3 separate regions of the Sus scrofa genome follow, and all the other regions are linked to region 3. Evidence: chromatin contacts called from public Hi-C and HiChIP or PLAC-seq data. All regions are on one chromosome and are shown on one strand. Each heading gives the region's core, a stretch centred on a gene start, on an enhancer-like site or on the middle of the called end of the contact. The rest is flanking DNA. Distances are from core to core; before and after follow the strand shown.

Evidence for each region. A called contact is a pair of places that touch in the nucleus more often than the background predicts. HiChIP or PLAC-seq counts read pairs in DNA pulled down with a chosen protein or histone mark.
Region 1: an H3K27ac HiChIP or PLAC-seq map of alveolar macrophages shows a contact between it and region 3. The contact joins the promoter of LIMD2 here to the promoter of SMARCD2 in region 3. A contact is called at or near these places in 2 of 5 promoter capture datasets (fetal skeletal muscle and liver), 2 of 47 Hi-C or Micro-C datasets (both in blood) and 1 of 2 datasets of contacts at active chromatin or transcription factors (alveolar macrophages).
Region 2: a contact with region 3 is called in a Hi-C map of liver, with 3 times the contacts expected there. The contact joins the promoter of ERN1 here to the promoter of SMARCD2 in region 3. A contact is called at or near these places in 5 of 47 Hi-C or Micro-C datasets (alveolar macrophages, embryonic fibroblasts, liver and 1 more) and 2 of 2 datasets of contacts at active chromatin or transcription factors (alveolar macrophages and skeletal muscle).

Annotation. Positions count from the first base shown.
Region 1 is chr12:15,222,847-15,226,791 of Sscrofa11.1, forward strand. It overlaps LIMD2 (LIM domain containing 2), which reads left to right and starts at 2,504. Exons shown (of 5, transcript NM_001244711.1): 1 at 2,504-2,596; 2 at 3,333-3,427; 3 at 3,613-3,657; 4 at 3,737-3,876. The coding sequence starts at 3,386.
Region 2 is chr12:14,879,774-14,883,718 of Sscrofa11.1, forward strand. ERN1 (serine/threonine-protein kinase/endoribonuclease IRE1) reads left to right here and starts at 2,140. Exons shown (of 22, transcript XM_005668695.3): 1 at 2,140-2,385. The coding sequence starts at 2,335.
Region 3 is chr12:15,090,379-15,094,958 of Sscrofa11.1, forward strand. SMARCD2 (SWI/SNF related, matrix associated, actin dependent regulator of chromatin, subfamily d, member 2) reads left to right here and starts at 1,548. Exons shown (of 13, transcript NM_001244252.1): 1 at 1,548-1,839. The coding sequence starts at 1,624.

The DNA of each region.
Region 1 (3,945 bases), core at 1,254-3,753, 130 kb after region 3:
TGCAACACACACATTTCTGTTAAAACCCGTAATAGATTTGTCTCTTAACTCTCTAATGTTGAAGCCATTAATTTTAGCCTGTGGCCAGCAAACCACCTTGCGGCTGGAAATGTCGAAGTGCTGGAGACCAGCCCCTCCGCAGGACCTGTTGCAGGGCCACTGGAGTCCAGGCAGAAGAGGCTCAGCTTTGGCAGGAAAGGAGGTGGAGGACTTTGTTTTGTAACGAGATGCATGGTGTCTCCTTACCGTTGGAAGTAATATTCAAAGAGCAGGTAACCTAAGAACCAGCCGGCCCCTCTCCATCATGCTGGCTGGCGGCCAGGGGATGATTCTCACCTCTCTCTCCTCTGTGGTGCTTCCCAGCAGCCGCCCCAGCACCCCCGGCCAGTCCGTGCAGGGTGTGTGCTCCTCTCTAGCTCAGGCACTTCAGATGTCAGATCAAGGAAGTGCCCCTCCCTCTCCCTTGTAGCTGCTTTGACCCATCTGATGCCCTCACTTTCCTCAGAAATTCTAACACCAGTTTCAAAAATGGAAAACCTCTTCCCTTGGGCAGTCGCAGGGATGGACGAGAAGGGAATGGCCCCAGCGGTGAGGGAGTGGGGAACCTGACATGGCGGAGGGAGGACAAGGCCAGGTCACGTTTATTTCCAACCGTCCCACTCAGCTCATGTGTGGTTTTTTTTTTTTTCTTTAAACCTCAAGTTCCCTTTTGTTAACACCATTATCAGCTTGTTTTCTTTCCTCTGAACCGCTTGCTTCACCTTGCTGTTAGCTCATCCTCAGCGCCCAGAGTGCTGCTTCCGTGGGCTCCACCCCGCCCTTCAGCCCGGGAACGTCCTGGGCGGGCCGGGGCCTGGGGCCGGGCGGCCGGGGAGTGCCCAGGTGCCAGCCCCGCGCAGCGCAGCTTGTGCCTCCGGGGCCTTCGTCACCTTTCCTGCCTCAGCACAGCCCCTGGGAGAACCTGACGACAGGTGTGGGCGCCTGGCCGGGAAAGATGCTGCCCGGGGCGGGTTTTAGGAGTCTCTCCCCCACACCCGCCGGGGGCCTGCAGCTCAGCCCCAGCGGAAAGCTTCCTGCGGAGAGGGCCCGGAGGCTGAGGAGGAAAGCCAGGCGGGGCGCGGGCGCTGAGGGAGCCGAGGGAGCGGCTGGGGGCTGGGGGCGCCTGTCGCCTCCCGCACTCCCCCGCCAGGCGCCGGGGGCGCCGCGCTGTTCTGTTCCCTGACAAGCGTGTGGGCTGCGCTCTGGAGCCGCCAGTTCTATTCCTGCCACACTGTGGAAACAAGCTATGTTTAGGGCTGTGCTTCGCGCAACAGCTTCCAGCCTGGCATCAGGCACAGCCCAGCAGTCCCTGGTGCCCAGCGGGCAGGTCCCTGGGGTCCTCGCAGAGGCTGTGTTCCCCGCAGGGCCGAGGCTCTGCTCCACAGGTTCCTCCTACGTGCCTCAGACCTGCTGCAGCGCGTGCCGGAGCCCAGGCAGCGGGCTAGGCCAGAGGGCAGCGCGTCAGGAGCCGGGTCGGGGTCAGAAGCCCTGGCCTCTCATGCCAGCCCTGCTGCTCCAGCTTTGGTACTTGGAACAAGTCACTTCACATCCTCAGGTCTCACCCCCCTGTGTCAAGTGGTGTTTGCATGAGCCCAGGTTCGCTTTTTATGAAGGCTGGGAATCTTTCTCTGAAAGAGGTAACCTCACTTCTCTCAGGGGCGGGGGATGACTAAGCCCACAAAGCCCAGGAACGGAAGCGCGGCGGCCGCCCCTCTGGGCGCCAAAGGCGCAGCCTCCCGGGCCCCGGTCTCCGGGGCGGCGGGAGAAGGCTGGAGGGCTGCTGGCCGAAGGAGACTGAACATCGCGGCCCCGGGACCCTCCCTGCGGCGCGGGCCAGGCCTCGCCGCCTCGCGTGGCTGTACCGCGTGCCCGGCCGCTCTGCCTTCTTGGCGGCCGCGCAGGCGCCCCTGGCGTCGGGAGGCCTCCGCGCGCGCGCGAGGGGGCGTGGGAGAGGCGCGGGGTCGCTGGGCGGGCCTCCGGGCCGCCCCCGCGGGTCCTCCGTGCAGCAGGGCCCCTGGAGCGGGAAAATGGAAGCTGCCAGAGGCCCAGGCGCGCCTGGTTATTGTTTTCCGCCGCGGGGGCCTCGCCGGGAGCGCCGTTCATCCCGCGACCCCAGCGTCTCCACCTGGGCTTGCCCCCGCCCCGAGGCCTGCGATGCGGACCCTCGGGCTCGGGTCCCTGCCTCCGTCCGGAGCGGGCCGACGGGGCGGCCGGTTTCGCGAGGCTAGCGAGCGCGAAGCCTTTGGGCGGTGCGGAGCGCCAAAGAGCGCGGGGTCGACGCGGGGGTAGACAAAGGCGAGGGACGCCGAGTGAGGGGAAGACAAAGCGCAGAAAGGGGTCGGCGGCGGCGCGGGGCCCTGGAGGCGGCTCTGGGCGCGGCGGAGCCAATGGGCGGGCGCGGGGCGGGGGCCGGCGGGGGCGGCGCCGTGATAAGGCGCTGGCGGCCGCGGCCGCTCAGGGACCACTGGCAACGGCGGCGGCTCGTTCCCGCGCGCTCCTCGCACCCGCGGCGTCCCCCGGAGACCGACCCCCGCCCCTCGGCACAGGCCGGGGCCCGGTGAGACTCGCGGGCGGGCCGGGGGAGGGGCCGGCATCCGGCTTGCAATCCCGGCGGCCCAGGTGGGGGCTGCGGACGCTGGGGCCGCCGCCCACGGGGTCCCAACGCCGAGCGCTTCAGCCCGTCGCTCTCGCCCGGGGCTGCGAGGCCAGCGTGCGTCCTTCGGGTCGGGCCTCTGGGCCGGGGCGGGGCAGGGGTGCCCTCGGCTGGGTCCGCAAGGGTCCTGAGAGTGGGGGCCGGGGCCGAGGAGCGCGGCGCGCGGGCGGCGGCTTGGCCGCGCCGGGCGGGTGGCCCAGCCCGCGAGCGCTGTCCAGGGGCTGGGCTGGTGGAGCGGGCAGTGCTCGGCCCCGAGCTGGGTGGCGTCGAGCTGGGGTCAGCCCTGGCCCGGCCCGCTCTCTGCTGACCTCCTCTCGCGCCAGGCGAGGTCAGAGCTCGCGGGGCGCTCGGGCGGCTGCGCGGAGCCCTTCCCCCAGCCGCTGCCGCTGACTCTGTTCTTCCCCCGACACATGGTTCCACTCAGGGACCCCTGTTCCCTGGGGAGCTGCGTGGGGGCGGGCTGGCCAAGGGGGGCGGCGGGTGGGTGAGGGGCGGAAGTGGCAAGACCCAGAGCAACAGGAAATGACTTAGGGAAAGTCCCAACCACAGCCCCCCAGCCCCCTGCTGTAAACACCCCCACCCCCACCCTGCGAGCTGGGGAAGGGCTTGTGGGGCCCTCCCAACCGACTTCCCCTTGCAGAACCCTGCGGGTGCCGCGTCTCCACCCGGCGCCTCCATCGCCTCCAACGAGCCATGTTCCAGGCTGCAGGAGCCGCCCAGGCCACCCCTTCTCATGTAGGTGATCAGCCGGGTGGGAGGGCACTCCATCCCCGCAGGTGTCTGGCCTGGGGGTGAACGGGTGAGGAGCAGCCTGTCTCCCTTCCCCTCCTTGATTAAGTGTCCCTGGGATCTGGTCTGGTGATGGTCGTGGGAGGGGGGCCCTTCCTCAGCTGACCCTGCCCCACTGCCCTCTCCCTCAGGAAACCAAAGGCGGCGGAGGAAGCAGTACCGTGCAGCGCTCCAAGGTAGGGCCCTGCGTCTGGCGTGTGCGGGGAGGAAGGGATGGGGGTGGTCAGGTCCCTGATGGAGTCTCTCCTGGAACAGTCCTTCAGCCTCCGGGCCCAGGTGAAGGAGACCTGCACTGCCTGCCAGAAGACTGTGTACCCCATGGAGCGGCTGGTGGCTGACAAGCTCATTTTCCACAACTCTTGCTTCTGCTGCAAGCACTGTCACACCAAGCTCAGGTGCGCCCTTTCCCTACCCCCGCCCTGGCCTTCCGGTCCTGCCCTGTCCTGACCACAGCTGTTCTGCTT
Region 2 (3,945 bases), core at 890-3,389, 210 kb before region 3:
CAGCATTGGGAGGGATTCGTCCCTAGACCGTGATTCAGGCATATGAGGTTGCCAGTGGGGAACCTCGTCGATGAGACCATACATCTGGTCAGTCCCCCACTACTTCTCTCATTTATTTAGTTGGCCAAGCAAATGGCATGCAGAAGTTCCTGGGCCAGGGATCGAACCCTCACCACAGCAGTGATCGGAGCCACAGCAGTTGCAACACCATGTCCCTAACTGCTAGGAAACTCCTATTTACTTTTAATTATTATAGTTTTATAGCTGCACCTGCAACATATGGAAGTTCCTGGGCCAGGGATTGAATCCGAACCTCAGCAACACCAGATCCTTTAACCCACTGCTCAGGGCTGGGGATCGAATTTGCTGTAGTCAGGTTCTTAACCCACTGTGACAGTGGGAACTCCTATATTTAATTAATTATTATTTTTTTTTTTTTTTTTTTTTTTTTTTTTTTTTTTTTTTTAGGGCTGCACCTGCAGCATGTGGAGGTTTTCAGGCTAGGGGTCTAATCGGAGCTGTAGCCACCGCAGCTGTAGCAACGTCAGATACAGGCTGTGTCTGTGACCTACACCACAGCTCACGGCAAAACTGGATCCTTGATCCACTGAGTGCAGCCAGGGATCGAACCTGCAACCTCATGGTTAGTAGTCGGATTCTTTTCTGCTGCGCCACAATAGGAGCTCCTAATCAATTTTTTATAATTGCAGTACAGTTGCTTTACAATGTTGTGTTGGCTTCAAGTGTATTGCAAAGTGATTCAGATATATACATACAGCCTTGGAGCTCCCGTTATGGCTCAGTGGTTGACGAATCCAACTAGGAACCATGAGGTTGTGGGTTCAATCCCTGGTCTTGCTCAGTGGGTTAAGGATCTGAGCTGTGGTGTAGGTTACAGATGCGGCTCGAATCCCACGTTGCAGTGGCCCTGGTATAGGCTGGCGGCTACTGCTCCGATTAGACCCCTGGCCTGGGAACCTCCATATGCTGCGGATGCGGCCCTAGAAAAGACAGATATATATATATACACAGTCTTTTTCAGATTCTTTTCTGTTATAGGTTATTATAAGATATTGAATATAGTCCTGATTACTTTGCTTTCTCCAGTGTTGCTTACTACTTTCCCCCAAAGCCTGAAAAATCTGTCATATGAGCAAGATGGGAAAAATTAGAGAAGTTGCTATTCTTTTTTCCTTTTTCTCCTAGAATATGGAAATGTTGTGCTCTGAAAATTATTTTATTCTCTCTTGTTACAATGTCCTCTCTCCCTGCTTCCATCTCAGTGGAGGGCGGCATGGGACCCAGGACCAAACAGCTGCCTGTCTCTTTAGATCAGGTTAATAGCCCATAACCTTCAAAAAGACCTTGTATGAGTCCTCAGCAAACCCACTCCCGTGTGGCATATGTCAAGCTTCACATCTACAAATGCCACACAAACACATATGACATCACAGCTGAAATGGTTTCCTTCTTTGCTTGTAATTTTTGGCGAATGAGTTGGCCATGGTTATTCCAAAGGGAACATGGTTGTTGGACATAATTTGAGGGGAATTCCTGAGGGGAAAGAAAGGGAAGAAAGGGGGCTTTAGGCTAAATGAGACACAGCTAGAGCATCCCAGGACTGCGAACTCAGAGACAGCCCTTCGCAGAGCACAAGTTCTGGGTTTGCGGGAATCGCCTGCTAGAGTCTGATCCTCACTCCCGAGCTCGCCAACGATCCCTCCTACTGTCTTCTAAGGCGTGAGGACGAAACAGGGGTTCTGGACACTTGGCATCGCCACACTCCTGCTCTTTCCTGATCAAGTATGACGTAGCAGGTCCCTCGGCGACCGAGCCGCCTGGAGCAGGGGGTGAACCCGCGAGGCGAGGTTGCTGGCCTCCCCTATTCCTCAGACAAGCTCCTTGACTGGGTCACTCAATGTCCCTAGACGCGGGACCGAGGTGTCTGAACGTCCGCTCCCACAGCTGGTGCTGAAGGACCCACGGACAGTCAGAGGGCCGCCCCGCCCATGGCCCCGCCCACCACCACCCCTTCCGCGCTAGCCCCGCCCCAGTCTGCCCTCAGCCCCGCCCCTGAGCCTGGGCCCCGCCCCATCTCAGGGCCATCCTTAGGCTGGGCCCCGCCCCGACCCCGCCCCGACCGGAAGAAGCGCCGGCTCCAGGCTCTTATACGGTGGGGAATGGGGGTGCCGCCACCGCCTAGTCAGCTCTGCGTTCGCTGAATCCCGGCCGCAGCCGCGCTGTCGTCGCGGCGCCCCCGCCCGGTCCTCTGCCCGCCCGCCCGCACCGCCCCTCTGGAGCCGGCCGGCCTGGAGCCAGGGCCGAGTCCTCGCCATGCCTGGCCGGCTGCTTCTGCTGCTGGCGTTGCTGCTGCCCGGTCCCGGGGTGAGTGACCGGGGAGCTTGGGGTGGGGGCAGCGCAGGGAGGGCCGGGGTCCGAGCTGGGAGTACGGTGACGTCGGCGGCGGCGTCCCCTGGCTCGGTGCGCCCCGGCGAGGGCGGCGCCGGGAGCGGAGCGACGGCCTCTGGACCGGCCGAAGTGGCGGCCACGGCCGGCCGCGCCGAGGCGTCCGCCACCCAGGGGCCTCGCGGGCCAGCGCGGCTGTCACCCGCAGCGCCTCCTGGGCCGCGTGCTCTCTGGCGCAACTTTGTGTCGCCCCAGCGGCACCTCTTGTCTCCGGAAGGCCCGGGACCCTTGGGAGCCGCCCCACCTGCCGGACCCTTCCCACAGGTGGGCGCCTGCCCTGCCTGGCGGTGGCCGCGGAGAAAGGGCAGAACGGGCCCTGTAATCAAGGGGGAGAGAATGTGTTGCATTTATTATCCGCGTTTGAACTTTCCAAAATGCAAGAACTTTGGGAAATGAAGGCAGCTGGAAGGGGGTAAGCAGTTTTAGCCCAGACCTTGATTCTGCTTACCTGCTCCAGGTTTCTTGGCATTGGAGGCAGCGGGCTTCCTTTCGGGCAGCAAGCCTTGGTGAAGTAGGTTAAATGGTGGGCGTTGGAGTGTTTTTCAAGACCCCCATATGGGACAGCGGTGAAACCTCTTGGAAACTTCAAACGGAAGGTCTCCACCTCACGGGAGAGCACCATGGGACTGTCTGAAACGTCTTTTCATTTCTTTTCTGGAGAGAAGAGCTGGGTTGCTCTTCTATTTATTTAACTATTTCAGGCCTTTACTCAGGCTGTGGATTTGGGCACCGTGGCTAGGAGGACATTTTGTGGACAGATTTGGCTTTTTTTTTCCCTTCTGGCTGGAAGAACCTAAATGAGCGAGTGGTTTAAAAAAAAAAAAAAGAAAGAAAACAAAACAAGAAACTATTGTTCAGGATGTGGGCATGGCGCACTGGAGCAGGTTCTGTTTAATGACCTCCACTGTGTACTTTCTAATATGGTATATCAGGTACCAGATGTCCAGATGGAGGATTGGCACGTGTGTACCTGAGTGCCACAGCATGAACTTTTCCGAGGTTGTGCATTTTCGGTAAATAATAGTCTGCTCTTGAGGTAACAAGCATTTGGAAACAGCTGAAGTAATGTGAGGCCCCCTTTTTCAAATGCAGCGTGTTTTTTTTTTTTTTAAGGAAAGTTTGTACACACTTCACAATAAAACTCATGTAAGTTCAGTTTCTTATCTAAGAAAAAAAATTCACTTTCACAACTAGGGTCAGGTTTTGAACTTGAACATTTTATCTTGCGCTGGTTAACTGCTGCCTGGCATCTGTTCACAAATAATAATGTAAAGGGAATGACCAAAATGTGTGACCTGAGAGTCATTCCTTCCATATCATCAGGACTTTGTGTGTATGGTTTTCTTTGCCACATCTTTTCATTTGCTAATCTTTCACTGGATTCTCGTGTTTTAGTTTTTGAATAACTTTGGCTAAAGAGCCAAAACTATTTAGCTTTAGTTAGGACTATAGTTTCAGTTCATGTAAATATTTCCAAAT
Region 3 (4,580 bases), core at 298-2,797:
AGGGGATTTACCCCTACTTCCTCTGGAATTACTGTTGCTCTAGCAGCTTGAAAGGGTTGAAATGGACATAAACGCTTTGTCATGAATTCTTTACCCACTTTACAAGCCGGAGAGAGGGGCCCTGGTTCAATGACTGGAACAATTCTAGTGGTCTTCTCAGACTGACAGGTAACCCACTTTTAGGGAGAAAGAGGAGAGGGATCCCTGAGAAGACCAAGAGGCAGGAAAGCAGCAGCAAAAGCAGGGTTTATCACTGGAGGAAAGATACCAGGAAGTACAGATGAGCAAAACTGACTAAAAATGGTTGCTCTATAAATGTGGAACGCTGTGGGGCAAGTCTTGGTTGGGGATGAAAACAAAGGAGAGGATTTGTATGGTAAAAAAGTCTATCTTGGATACTTAAAAAGTGTAGTCTGAGTAACAACAGCATTGCTCAGGAGCTTGTTAGGAATGCAGAATCTTGAGCCTACCCTAGAACCCAGGCCTACTGAAACTTAATCTGCATTTTTAACAAAAGCCTCAGATGTTTCTTATGCTCCTTAAAGAAGCACTGGTCTGTATCATGGGGAAAAAAAATCCCAGAATGTCAGAGGGGCTCCCTGGCACAGCTGAAGCAGCTTTATTTTGCATACCTGCTAACACAGATCTGATTTCCGAAAAGGTATTAAGTTTTTGAATAGTGCTTTAAATCCTGGAGAAAGACCTTATTTAACTTAGGGGTTTCTCATAATGCAAACTTCCTTCTCCTAGAAACATTTCCTCTGGAGTAAAGTATTAGAATTCCTTAAAGTGAGGCAGAGGCACGTTCGAAATATGCGATAAAAACTTGGCGCTTGGCCAAGTCCACTCTTCGCACAGCTGCATAGGGTCTGGAGCAGCCAAGTCTCTTGACAGCTCTGAGCCACTAGGATGGGCTTTTAGAGTCACGCTGGCGGCTGTTCTGCCGCAGAAAGCAGCTTTAAGTTGTCTGTAATGTTAAAACGTAGAAAGGAGCTCTGACAACTATTTTCAGGGACCGAGGCTGGGTACCTCGGCGAACCAGCCGCAAGGGGGGAAGAGAGCAGCAACTACCCGTTTACTACAGTAGTGCTAGTGACCTTCGACCTCTGACCTTCTGCATTTCTTGAGTTGCTTCCGCCCCCTCCCCTCCAGTGGAGGGCCGGCCCAAGGGTATGGGCGGGGCTCCGGGGACCGGCGGTTAGAGGCGGTGCCTGTAGGGGGGCGGGTCTCGCGAGGGCGGTATTTGAGGGGGCATCCTCGCATTGGCCAGCTGGGTATAGGCGGGGCCTAGCGCTGGGCTGGGTTAGGCGGGGGAGGGAGTTAACTGCAGCTTCTGGGTAACTGGACGCTGGCGTTGAAACCTCCAGAGACCGGCGAAGGCTAGCGGGCCCGTAGCGGATCCCGGATCCGGAATTTCCCGGGCAGGACCGGAATCAAGACCGGCCCGGCCCCAAACTGGGTTTGTGAGGAACTCGCGAACTTGGATTAGGAAATCCCGGAACCCGGATCAACAAACCCCAGAACCCGGAATTTAGATCGGAAAGTCCCGGACCGCGGAGCGCGGAGCGAACTCAGCGCGGAGCCCGGAGCCCGGATTGAGACACCGCGGGACGGGACGGAGCGATGTCGGGCCGTGGCGCGGGCGGGTTCCCGTTGCCCCCGCTGAGCCCTGGCGGCGGCGCGGTTGCCGCGGCCCTGGGAGCACCGCCTCCGCCAGCGGGACCCGGCATGCTGCCCGGACCGGCGCTAAGGGGGCCGGGGCCGGCTGGAGGCGTGGGGGGCCCGGGGGCCGCCGCCTTCCGCCCCATGGGCCCCGCGGGCCCCGCAGCACAGTACCAGGTGAGGAGGGCTGAGGGGCGGGCGGCGCCGCGAGCACACTCGGGTAGGGGGCGAAAGAGGCCTCGAGTGAGGGTCCTGGAGCAGCCTTCCTGACAGAGGGCACAGGGGCTCTGCATGCGGAGTTCACGGGGCACTGTGCGGGGCAAAGCCAGGGACTCTGGGGCTCGGCTAGGTGGTTGCGGAGGAGTTAGGGGAGAAGGTAAGAGCGACTCTCGGGTGAAGGGTTTGAAGCTGTTGGGAGGGTGTGAGGTCTTGGAACAGGGGTTCTGAGTAACTGAGAGATGGAGGAGTTGTTGGAGCTAGTGAATTGTAGGCGGGTGGCTTGAGAAGTCTAGTGTAGATTCTCCGCAATGGGGTCCTGGGAAGTGATGAGAAAGTTTTGGAAAAGGGCCCTCACTGAGAAACCAGGGTTACCCTACATTGGTCTTGGTCCTACTCCAAGGCTGCTCTTTTTTCTCTAGTTGGGAACTGGCAGAGTTTTAGCGTGTCTGAGATGGCTCCCAGCTGCTGAGGAGGAAGAAGGGCCTGGCTTCCCACCGACAGGAGGTGGAGGATAGGACCAGCGATTCCAGCCTGTGCAGGGGGAGTCTACTCCTGGGTCATGCGCAGGGGCCTTCACACAGGGGTGACTCTGGGTTAGACCAGAGAGGGTGGTGGCTAGGCCTGAGAAAGGAGGGAAACCCAGCCCATTCTGGACAGACTCTCTTTGGCTTTCTGCCTGGTGTCACAGTGTCCAGGAGTTGATTAGTCTGGGGGAGCATAGAGGCTCCAGTGAGCCTTGCTGGTCTGGGGCTGGAGGAGCCTGTGAGAGTTGCTTCAAAGGGTTCTGTCCTTACCTCTTTGGTGCTTGGCTTTGCAGAGGGCTTCTTGGGTTGCAGCTTCAAAGGCCATGGAGATGCAGAGACTCCATTCTTGGGGTCAGTGTGTGAGGAACTCAGCCTGACCCTGGGGTTGGGGCTTACCAGCCCCCAAGTTCATTGTTTCTGGTTGCCCCAGAATGCTTAGGAATTGTGCCCATTCTTTTCCTACCCTCTGTCCACTTTTTTTTTTTTTGTCTTTTGTCTTTTTAGGCCTGCACCCGCGGCATATGGAGGTTCCCAGGCTAGGGGTCGAAGCAGAGCTGCAGCTGCCAGCCTACATCAGAGCCGCAGCAACGCCAGATCCGAACCATGTCTGCCACCTACACCACAACTCATGGCAATGCCAGATCCTTAACCCACTGAGTGAGGCCAGGGATTGAACCTGCAACCTCATGGTTCCTACTCGGATTCGCTTCCAGTGCACCACAACGGGAACTCCATCCCCACTTTTAATTAGCCTTTTAGGTTCTCACAACGCCATCTGTATCCCAATCCATGTATCCCAGCACTTGACACTGGCTTCTTGCTAATCTCTCAGGGAAGCTAGGAGATTCTCGTGTCTCCAGTAGAGGTCCCCCAAATGGATCCTCATAGAGTAGGGTACACATCCTCCCAGGACCCCTGGGCCTTCACTTTGTAAAGAGATGCTTAACTGGGGACAGTGATTTTTCCCTCTAACTTCTCATTCTCCCTCCACCCTCTAAAGAAAACCTAGGGCCTGGGTATTGATAGAGACAGACCTGGTCCCAGCGGCTCCAGCTGGGATTCATCTTTCCCATCTTGCTCTCCCCCTTGGCCCAAGGTGTCACGGAGGGGTCCCTGCATCTGTCATTCTGGCCCTTGGGCCAGTTAGCTGAGGTGCCTCCCTTTGGGCTGTTGGCCTGGGAGGGATCTAAAGGGCAGATAGGAGCCCCTCCACTTTTCCTCAACCTGCAGCCCATGGGGAATGTGGCCTGGGGAAAACCCCTGAGCAGGTGGCCTCGGGCAAGTGGCAGGGCTGAGCTGGCTGGCTGGGTAGCCCAGGCTACCAGGAGCAAGACCTTGAGGAAGGCACTGAGCCTCTGCTTGTGTGGGCTTCTCCCCATCTCCTGCTTCTCTTCCAGGGACCAGAGGGGCAGTAAAGGTAGATGGGGGGAAGGAGGAGGCAGCTCATCTTGAGTGCAGAGAGGATCCTACTTGGCCTCTTTTCAAGTTCTTTATGTGACTTCCAGGAGAAGAGACTTGAGATCTCAGGAGCAATGGGCACCTCTCTGTTGGGGCTCACGAGGTGAGTCAGGGAGCAAGGCGCTCAAGCTCACGGCGGGCAAATAGGCAATCTTGTTGATAGAAGGGAAATGATGACCCAGCTCCTTGCACGCAGTGTTTCCAGCTGTGGATCACAGTCTACTAAGGAACTTGAAGAAAACAAAAAATGGGAAAAACAAACCCCCCCAAGAACACAGATTGCTGGGTTCACACCAGAGAGTTCAGAGTATTTTCTACGTATGTGGGGGTATGTTCTCTTCTCCTTGGTCCTTAGGCCCAGCCACCAGGAGCACCAGGGCCACAGGCTCTGAGCCCTGGCAGAGCATGCTCTCTGGAGGCAGCAACATCGGGCTGGCCTCTCTCCCCTGCTGTCCCAGATGGTGGAGGTAGAGTCCTGTTGAAGGCATGGACCGCTGCTGGGCCGCTTCTGGGCTGCTTACTTCGGAAGCTCAGGGCGCTGAGCTCAGGGCTGTGTTCTTTTTCTCTTTCTCTCTCTCTCTCTCTTTTTTTTAACTCTTGCGTCGTTTTTTAGAAGAGGAGTTACTGGTGCTTCTGAGCCCAGGTATGGAGCTTGGCAAGGCCGAGCTGGGACTTCGTGAACTGTAAGCAGCTTTTCCCTGGGCCCCTTCCCCCTCG